Linked DNA regions of Sus scrofa: all the other regions are linked to region 2. The links are chromatin contacts, called in public Hi-C maps. All regions are on one chromosome and are shown on one strand. Each heading gives the region's core, a stretch centred on a gene start, on an enhancer-like site or on the middle of the called end of the contact. The rest is flanking DNA. Distances are from core to core; before and after follow the strand shown. Region 1 holds the start of ATAD2 (ATPase family AAA domain-containing protein 2). Region 2 holds the start of TRMT12 (tRNA wybutosine-synthesizing protein 2 homolog). Region 3 holds the start of ZHX1 (zinc fingers and homeoboxes protein 1).

The links. A called contact is a pair of places that touch in the nucleus more often than the background predicts.
Region 1: a contact with region 2 is called in a Hi-C map of liver, with 4 times the contacts expected there. The contact joins the promoter of ATAD2 here to the promoter of TRMT12 in region 2. A contact is called at or near these places in 1 of 5 promoter capture datasets (liver), 1 of 47 Hi-C or Micro-C datasets (liver) and 1 of 2 datasets of contacts at active chromatin or transcription factors (alveolar macrophages).
Region 3: a Hi-C map of liver shows a contact between it and region 2, with 7 times the contacts expected there. The contact joins the promoter of ZHX1 here to the promoter of TRMT12 in region 2. A contact is called at or near these places in 1 of 5 promoter capture datasets (liver), 2 of 47 Hi-C or Micro-C datasets (liver and skeletal muscle) and 1 of 2 datasets of contacts at active chromatin or transcription factors (alveolar macrophages).

What each region holds. Positions count from the first base shown.
Region 1 is chr4:16,010,465-16,013,690 of Sscrofa11.1, reverse strand. It overlaps ATAD2 (ATPase family AAA domain-containing protein 2), which reads right to left and starts at 1,413. Exons shown (of 28, transcript XM_001926030.7): 1 at 870-1,413. The coding sequence starts at 1,037.
Region 2 is chr4:15,195,803-15,199,399 of Sscrofa11.1, reverse strand. It overlaps TRMT12 (tRNA wybutosine-synthesizing protein 2 homolog), which reads left to right and starts at 2,258. Exons shown (of 2, transcript XM_013996494.2): 1 at 2,258-3,597. The coding sequence starts at 2,576.
Region 3 is chr4:16,099,451-16,102,650 of Sscrofa11.1, reverse strand. It overlaps ZHX1 (zinc fingers and homeoboxes protein 1), which reads right to left and starts at 1,871. Exons shown (of 4, transcript XM_013996503.2): 1 at 1,460-1,871.

The DNA.
Region 1 (3,226 bases), core at 164-2,663, 820 kb before region 2:
TTCCACCTGTACCTCAGACCCAGAAGAAGCACTTCTTTCAAGGAGACCTACTGCTCCACCTCCTTGGAATCCTTACAGACCTTGCTTATGACTGGAGTATGAAATAACAGAAAGAGAAAGGTTGTGTAGGCAGAAAATCCAAGTTCCAGTTTTAGATCTATCACTTACTGGGTACCTCGAGGCTGTTTTTTTCATCTGTGAGATTCATATCACAACTCTCCATTCTCATGGAGCTGCTAGGAGGCTTAAGTGAAGATGTACCTGAAATGTCGCTCTCCATCCCTGCACATTACGCAACCTGGTATTATTCATTGCGTTCTGATTACCGAACCTCTCTTAGATCGTAAATGAAAGTCAGGGAACCTGAGTCACACTCTTTCTATCTGCCGCGGCCTCTAAAACATGTCACGCATACAGTAAGCGCTCAGTACAGGCGTGTGGCTCGCGATTCCTGCGAACCTAAAGCCGGAGCCTGGGAGATTGGTTAGGGAGGTGTGTGAGCTGGGGCGGGGCAGCCCCCAACTCAAGGGTTGGCCTCCAAGTGCACTTGGCCTCCGGGGAGCTCGGGTTTCCTCTGGCGTAAAAGTAGGTAGTAACCAACGGCTTAGCCCTCCTGCAATCTGCCCCATCTCTTCGCCCACCCCACACCTCCTCGGGCTCCGATCTTGAAAAGCCTTCCATTTTACTTGTCCTCGACAACACTCCTCCCAACACGCCTCTTCTCTCCCCGCGCCAACTGTCACCAGGACCGCCCACCCCACCCCCAGGCTCCACCGGGCACCAGGCAGACAGTCCCCCAGGCCCGACGGGGCACCAGACAGACAGTCCCCCAGGCCCGACCGAGGGGCCTGCCCCAGGCTGGTACTCACGCCCGCGGCGGCCGCGGTGACCGCGGACTGCTCAGCGGCGCCGGCCGAGCGGAGCCGCCTCCGGCCGATCTGCTCCAGACTGAGGAACTCGTTGGACAGGTCCAAGGAGTCCGTGGCCGAGGCGGCGGGGTGGCTGTGCAGCTCCAGGCTGCTGCGGAGGACCACCATCTTCTCTCCCTCTTCCGCAGAGCGTCCGCGGCGGGAGACGGACCCGATACTGGGAAACAGCCGCTCAGGCGCTTCCGCGCTCCGAATTCTGGCGCCACAAGCTGCGCGCGGGTGGCCGCAGCGCGCGCACTCGGAATCCTTCCGCCTCCTGTTCCGCCCACGCGGCCACTCTACGTCGGCGGGCTCGAAACTTTCCCCACATCTATAGAGCGAAGGACTTTGGGCCGAATTTGAAGAGAGCCCGCACGGATAGTGTGGACGACCTGAGCGGACAGTGAGCAGAAACCGCTGACTTCTTTTTCTTAGATAGTTCCGGCTCGCTGAGCTCGGCGGAGGGAGACGGCGGGTAGTGGCGCGATATCGGGTTTGGAATTTTGGCGCGTGGACGCCGGGGGGGAAGGGAGGCTCCCCGCCCGCTCTGATTGGCTGGCGGGGCCTGGCGGCCCCTCCCCGCCCCTCCTGACACCTGCCCTCCGCTTCCCGCCACGCTGGATTCAAATGCAAAATGCTGGGTCCTTGACTGAAGGGGTGGGGGAAGCGCTTGGCTTTTGACAGTTTTTGTCTCTGAGTCTTTAGAGCTTTTCACTGTTAGCTTAATCCAAACAAGTTAACAGAAAGGGATCTAAAGGCCAGTTGGCAGAGTATTATAGTTAGAGACGTAGGTTCTGTACTCAGCGCCGCCCAAGCTAGGAATTGAGCAAGTAATTCCCTTTGCCGGGTCTTTATTTCCTAATCCGTATAAACTGAGTCTATTTATAATATCTAAATTTTAAGATATTATTATACCTTAGGACCCTGTCTACACATCTAAATGTTTTATACCATTACAGAATTACAGAAAATGGCTTCTCTGGAATTAAAGCAGTTACGTGATGACTGAGAATAGATAACATGCTGAATGATCGGAATGTGAGAGGAGTCTTCCTAGTGAAACAAATAAAAGCTACTTATTGATTTGGAAATCATTTCCTTAATTCGACATTTATTAAATATTTATTGAGCATCTATTATGAGCCGGGCAGTATTCTAAGCACCAGGGATGCCACTGTGAACAATAAGAGCAAAAATGCCCTCATGGAACTTAAATTCTGGTAAAAGGGGAAGGGCAATAAACTAAGTAAATGATATGTTCGTTAAAAGAGGAAGTGCTGCAGAAATATAGAGAAAGTGAAGGGAAGCGTGCACTTCTAAACAGGGCGATCTAGGAAAGACCTCACGTAATGTAAGCAAAGACTTAAAGGAGGTTAGTTATACCTGGGAGAAGAGAAGTGCAACCAGAGGCCAGGGGAGGACAGTGGACCAATAAAATCAAAGAGGAAAAAGCTGCTGGGAGCAGATCCTGCAAGGCCTCAGCTTTAAGGTTTTTTTTGCTTTGTATAATAAGTGAGATGAAAAGACATCACAGGGTTTTGAACAAAGGAGAGACTTATTCTGACTTTTTGAAAGAATCCCTCTGGCTGCTGCATGGAGAATGCAATAAGGGGACATACTTATGCTAAAAAAATTGTTGTTCATCTGAAATTCAATTTTTAACGGGGTGTCATTTTATTTGCTAAATATGGCAACTCTACTTCGGAGGCCACTACAGTTATTCAGGCAAGAGATAATGGTGATGCAGATCAGTGGAAGTAATGAGAAATGGTTAAATTCTGGGTTTATTTGGAAGAAAGAGTCAATCGAATTTGCCAATTAATTGGATTTAGGCATGAGAGAGAGGAGCCAAAGGATGACTCCAGTACTTGGTTTTTGGTTTGCTTGCTTGAGCTGATGGCAAGATGAAGCTGCACCTAACTTAGAGAGAGAAGGCTATGGTAAAGCAAGTCTGGAGGGAATATCAGGAAATCCCTTCCATGCGCTTTTGAGATACAGAAGTTATTATATATTAAAGCACTTAAAATTCAGTCTTTTAAAAGCTTTTTAAAAAATGTATGCACCATGATATTTACCACAGCATTATTTATAATGTCAAAAAGCTGAAAACAGCTTGAATGTCTCTCATTGGGAACTTAAAAAGAATGCTATACGATCATTAAAAATTATAATGCTGGAGTTCACGCTGCGGCATGACAGGATTGGCTGTGTCTCTGAAATGCCAAGGATTCAGGTTCAATCCCCCACCACAGCTATGGCATAGGTTGCTCCAGCTGGGATCTGATCCCTGGCTTGGGAAACATATGCCAAGGGGCAGC
Region 2 (3,597 bases), core at 1,009-3,508:
GTGCTTTTTATTTTTATTTATTTTACTTTACTTTTTTGCTTTTTTAGGGCCGTAACTACAGCATATGGAAGTTCCCAGGCTAGGGGTCGAATCGGAGCTGTGGCCGCTGGGCTATGTATGCCACAGCCACAGGAATGCGGGATCCGAGCCTTGTCTTCGACCTACACCACAGCTCACAGCAATGCTGGATCCTTAACCCACTGAGCGAGAACAGGGATCGAACCCACGTCCTCATGGATCCTAGTCCAGTTTGTTAACCACTGAGCCACGGAGGGAACTCCTATTTTGTTTTTTAGATTCCACATCTAAGTGATCTCATAGGGTATCCATGTTTTTCTCTTTCTGATTATTTCACTCAGCACAATCCCCTTTGGGTGCATACCTTCTGCTGTAAATGGCAGTTTTTTCTATGGATGAGTAATATTCTATGCTGTATATATATTTATCATATCTTCTTTATCCATTCATCTATGGCTGGCCACTTAGGTTGTGGCTGTTATAAGTAGTGCTGCAGTGAATACAGGGGCGCATAGATCTTTTCAAATTAGTGTTTTTGTTTTCTTCAGATAAATACGCAGAAGTGGAATCCCTGACTCACTGTGGTAGTTCTCTTGTTAAGTTTTTGAGGACCCTCCATACTGTTTTCCATTGTAGCTGTACCAATTTACATTCCCACCAACAGTGTATAATGAGAGTTCCCTTTTCCTCACATCCTTGTCAACCAACACTCTTGTTTCTTGCCTGTTTTGTTTGTTTGTTTGTTTGTTTGTTTGTTTAGGGCCACATCCTCAGCCTATGGAAGTTCCTGGGCTAGAGGTTGAATCAGAGCTACAGCTGCTGGCCCATGCCACAGCCACAGCAATGCCAGATCTGAGCCACATCTGCGACCTATACCGCAGCTTGTGGCAATGCTGGATCCTCAACCCACTGAGCATCCTCATGGATACTGGTCAGGTTTGTGCTGAGCCACAGTGGGAACTCCCTCCTCTTGTCGTTTTGTCTTTTTAGGGCCGCACCTGCAGCACATGGAGGTTCCCAGGCTAGAGGTTGAATCGGAGCTGTAGCTGCCAGAGCCACAGCAATGAGGGATCCGAGCCGCATCTTCGACCCACACCACAGCTCACGGCAATGCCAGATCCTTAACCCACTGAGCAAGGCCAGGGATCGAACCTGTGACCTCATGGTTCCCAGTCAGATTCACTAACCACCGAACCACGACAGGAACTCCTCCTCTTGTCTTTTTGATGACAGCCATTCTGACAGGCTTGGAGATGGTATCCCATTGTTGTTTTGATTTGCATTTCCTAGAAAGAATTTTAGTTCCAAAATACTGCCACTAGATGACAGCAAGAACCAGCACCAAAGTAGCGGAAGCCTCTGAATTCTTGGGTTTCAGATGGTTTGGATTTTCAGGGCTCTCGGGGACCCTACTCTTTCCCACTGGGACTTTTTCCATCAATCTCTATTAGAAATCCCTTAGTGACATAGTTAATCCGGATGTGTAAGTGTATTTGGCAGCAAGTAATGGAAAGTCCAAAACAGCAGCTCTGCGGTGGGTGGGGAGGTATATCTATTTTAATGTAGAAGTCCAGGGCTGGTGTAGCTCTTCAGGGAAATCCTCTTTAAACTAGGCTCCTTCTCGGCCTCAGTGTGACCTTACATTCTTGTGGTATCAAGATGTAACTTCTAGGCTTTACACCTCTGTGATGCTGGGGCAGTCGCCTTTTTGGGAGGTGCCCTCTACCACTGATTTCCTGGGTGACCCAGGCCAGCTTGCATCCCCTGAGTATCTACTCTTTATTAGTCACTGTTCAAAGCATTTTATACATAATATCTCTAATCACTGTAGCAATCCTCTGAGGAAATTAACATAATTCTCTTTTTATAGGTAAAGATTATGTCTGAGAGGTGGTATGATTTACCTGAACTCAGATCCTTTTGATTTCCAACCATTTGTGTCATAAACCACGGGATAGGGAGGTGGTAGTGACCATCCTTGCTTCGGAAAAGGAATGATGAAGCTACCTCTGGTTCTTCACTCTCAACCAATATTGGCACCTGACGCTGATCTGGGAGAAACAAGAAACTAGGAGAAGGCTTTCTCGAAATTGAACCCATCGTTCCCGGGGCATGTCTCTCTTTGGGTCTGTGAGAAGCACTGAAGAGAGTGCATGAAGGTTATGGAGGAATACCAAATAATTTGAAGTTTTGAAACAGAATTCCTTCCTTTTTTTTTTTTTTTTTTTTTTTGTCTTTTCTTCGTTTGGCAGCGCCCACGCATGAGAAAGTTCCCAGGCCGGGGATCGAACCCCTTTGTGTCATTAATTTTCGCTTAGGCACCGGCTACTAATGGCCAGCCACAACAAAGATGGCGGCAGCGGCTTCACACCGCCAAAGCGGCGCCGTTCGTCAACGAGCGCGAAGTATCACTTAGTTCCGGCCTGCCCTTTTGACCTCACTTCCGGCCCCGGCAGGCCCTATGCGCCCCTAGGCGTGTGAATGTACTGCCGTAGGTGTGTGGACTCTGATTAGAGAGTCTGGTGGAAGGAATCCGAAAGAATGTGGGGCAGGCAGCATGGAAAAGGAAGGAGGGAAGCCCGCGTCTGTTGTCGCAGTTGTGACTGAACCTCGGTTTACCCAGCGGTACAGGGAGTATCTCGAGAAGCAAAAACTCCTGGATAGACAGCACCGTGTGGAAAAGATGCCTGATGGTACCGTGGCGCTACCGGTGCTGGGAGAGGCCCTCTCTGAGCAGCACCTGCGAGAGCTGAGGGATCGTGTGGCTCCAGGCAGCACCTGTGTGCTAACGCAGCTCCTGCATCCGGTTCCTTCAAAGAAAACCCAGGGTTGTTCACCTGCCCAAAGGTTGTGTCTTGAGGTGAGTCGCTGGGCAGAGAGCCGCGGAGTTACGTGGTCAGCGGAGTTGGAGGCTGATCTGCCCCGATCTTGGCAGCGACACGGTGACCTCTTGTTGCTGAGTGAGGGCTGTTTCCAAGCCAAGCAATGGAGAAATCTGGAACCAGAACTCTGGGAGACTATTGCCTCGGCACTTGGAGTCCGGCGTTTGGCCAAACGAGGGCGGATATCACCCGATGGCACTAGAACTCCAGCTGTGAGTCTGCTGCTGGGCGACCATGGCTGGGTAGAGCATGTGGATAATGGGATCCGGTATAAGTTTGACGTAACCCAATGCATGTTCTCCTTCGGAAACATCACCGAGAAGCTTCGTGTGGCATCGCTGCCCTGTGCTGGAGAGGTGCTGGTGGATCTCTATGCGGGGATTGGTTATTTTACCTTGCCTTTCCTAGTTCATGCTGGTGCTGCCTTCGTCCATGCCTGTGAGTGGAACCCCCATGCTGTAGTTGCGCTGAGAAATAACCTTGAGCTCAATGGAGTAGCAGATCGGTGCCAAATACACTTTGGGGATAACAGAAAACTGAGGCTCTCAAACATCGCAGACAGGGTGAACCTGGGGCTGATTCCCAGCTCTGAAGAAGGCTGGCCTATTGCCTGCCAAGTGCTAAGACAGGATGCTGGAGGCATTTTGCATATTCACCAAAATGTGGAGTCTTTCCCGGGGAAGAAGCTGCAGCCTAC
Region 3 (3,200 bases), core at 622-3,121, 900 kb before region 2:
CACTCCAACCCAGTGAATAGTCACAATTCCTGGGAGAAAGCTGCTTCTTCCTCCCTAACTGTGAACCACTCTATTTCCCAATCTTGTGATTTTCCCTTTTCTGCCCTCCTCTTACTCTCCAAGACAATTGCATCTTCCTTTCAAGTTACATGGAATCCCAACCTAATCACATTATAAATTCTCAGTTACCTTTCCTGACATTTCCCCCCACCCCCCGCAAAGATTAGCCTCTTCGCACGTTTTTCTTTAGAGCTGGGGTGAAATGATAGAAAAGCGCTGTGGAATTCCCGCTCTTCCCAGTCTCTTCCCCCATCCCTCCTCTATCCATCCCCTTTCCCGCTTCCTAATTCTTCTACCCCAGGGCCAGGGAGCTTGATCCTAAACTAAGGATATCAAAGGGAACCTTTTTTTTCTCCCGGGTTTTGCATTTTCTTTGCTGTTACCCACGGAGGGGAGAGCTGGGATGTCGAATTGAAACAAAGAATTTCAAGTCCCTTTCCCTAGAACTTTGGAGTAAACACACACACGGAAAGGGCATCAGCCAGGGCTCTTCTTTCCTACCATGAGACCCCCTTCCTCTCACAGCTCCCTCCTAGCCCTTCACTCCTCGGAAAGATCTGGAAACCGTTCCCTTTAGGCCCTAAGGCTTGGAGCGGTCCCCAGTCAGCCTCCTCATCTTCCTCCTTAAAGGGACAGATAATATTTACATTTTCTTGAATCAACTTCTCCCAAAGTTCCAGGGCTTCTTCAAAACCTTATATAGTTCTTAAGGTCTCAACTCTGAGACTCGCCCCGAAATGGGTGCCCAGCCTCTCCTGAAGTGGAGGTACAGCCTTTCCCAGACGGGTTTCTCCGAGCTCCAACCGCAATGCCAGTGCGCTCAGCTCCAGCAAGAGATGACTCCCCAGACTCTCAGGGAGACCGAGTCCCCACGAGGCCACACGCCCCCGCAGGGCAGGGCCCGGCTCCCGATCTCCTCCCCAGGGACCCTCGACATTGCTGGTGCGCTCCGTCCCTGCGGCCCCCGCCCCCCCCCTTCTAAGGGAGACCCGGTCCTCACTCCCTTCAATAATCTCAAGTTGCTCGGTCCTCTCGTAGCCGCGGGGGAGGAGAGGGGTGCTGAGATTTCCCCGTACAAGCCCACCCTCAGCCCCTTCCGCGGCCGCAGAGACCCGAGAACGCAAAAGAGGCTCAGGGTCTGTCCCCCGTCGGCGATCCGGCCCAGGCAGGCCAGGTCCCTCCCCCTCGGAAGCCCCGAGCCGGTCAGCCTGGCCACTCGCGGCGCGGAGCGCGCTCAGCCCCCCGGGGTCTCTGCCCTCGGGCCGCCCTCGTCCAACCAGCCCGCGCGCCGCGCGCCTTCCCGGCCCGCCGCACTGGCCGCGGGCTCTGCGCCGCGGGTTCCTACCCGCAGCCCCGGATGCCCGGGGCCGCTCGTCGCGAAGCCCGCTCGCACCGCTACCTGCAGGGGCCGCCGCGCCTCTCAGCGCCCCGCCGCCGCCATCTTGCATTTCAAACCGGCTGCACTTTTCAAGGAGTCAACTCTGACCTGTGAACCCTACACCCGGAACCGCTCGGCGGTCCGGCTCACGGCTTCAGCAGATCCGCAGACTCGGTGGAACGTAAAGTCTGGGGTGGGGGTGCTAGGCCAGGCGCGCGCCCCAGCGGCCGACCCGGGGCGAGAGCGGGGGAGGGGAAGAGCCGGCCGAGGCGGGGCCCTCCCGCGCGCGCGCGCCCTCCGCGCGCCCCCACCCCGCTCTGCGCCACGCTTTCCACTCGCAGACCCTGCTTCTCCCCTGGGGTTCGACCCTGGCCTCCACCCCCGGATTGGCGCAGGGCGAGAGGTAGGGGGCCGCCCCGCCCCTCTGTCAACAGAAGCCCCGCCTTTTCCAAGTCTCGAAGCGGCCACGCCCCTTGCTGGTGTTAGCTCCGCCCGCTATCGGTAGAAGCCTTTTCTTCACTCAGGTCAATCCAGAAGGCAGCCCCGCCTTCTGTCAGTTGTGGCCCCGCCCCCGGGCGCTCCTTCTTCCTAAAGTCACCGCTGGATCCTGAGAAACGCCCCTTGTCATAAGTCCCATTTGGTGGCAGTACTGTCCAAGCCCGCCCCTTTCGTCGGGAGCCCCTCCTACTGTCAATAGAAGTCGGGTCTTTCTGAAACCCTTCGGGATTCTAGCCCGAAGCTCCACCCCCTGTCAGCTGCTGCCCTGCCACCTCTTGCCTCCAACTCCAACATCAAAAGCCGTCCCTCCACCCGCTGATACCAAAAGTTCGATCCAACCTCACTTTGAACCGCGGGGCAAGACGGAGCCACCCTTTGCTCCCCGAAAGCCCTCCCTCTCCCCCTCACGAGTCACTCTTGTGGGGGGCTTTCTTTTCAAGCCGTGGTCGTCAAATACTGAACAGCTTCAATGCGAACCAGCCCTGCAAAGGAGGCCGGCTAAGGACCCAGGCTTTGGGAAAAACTACCCTCCCCATTTCTCTTCGTCCCTTCTCCCCTCCCCACATCATTTTTTACAAGGAAAAAAGTACAGACCAAAGCAAAGGGAAACAAATCACCTTCCAGGCTACTCTTCACAGAATCTCCGGCCAGGACCTGTGGGAACTTTCCGGCGCCTTGATGTTCGTTCCCCGCCCCCACCCCGGGCATGGACCCTCTGCGCTTTAACAGCAGCGCTCCACTGAGCCACATTAATCCTAAAACATGCAGTTGCTTAAAGTGAAAGCCTGATGGTTGAAATCAGTGCACATCGGCTTCTTTTATTTGTTTGTTTTATCTTAGAATACTAGAACTTGTGGAAGCAGAAGCAAGCAAAGCTTAATCTTGCAAACATAGGTGCTCAGTCCTGCCATGCTCAACACTCTGTGTATACAACAAAACTTTAACACCACTTTAACTCTCCTGGAATTAAATTCATTGATAATGTAAACTATCTACAAGAAACTACTGTAATGTTCTGATAACATAAAGGTGAAATAAGTGAAAGTAACTTATTCTAAAATATTAAACTAATATCAAAAATACTAATAAAATACATTTTCCACTATGGAAAAACTCTGGCACCAATATAATTACAGTCCAAAACAGCCCCAACAAAATTTCAGCACGCCCCCTAGGGGGCAGTACTGTGCCCACTGAAAACTGCCTAAGATTTATCTCTGAGGAAAGGAAAAGCTTCTGATACAGAAATTCACTTTTTTTGTTC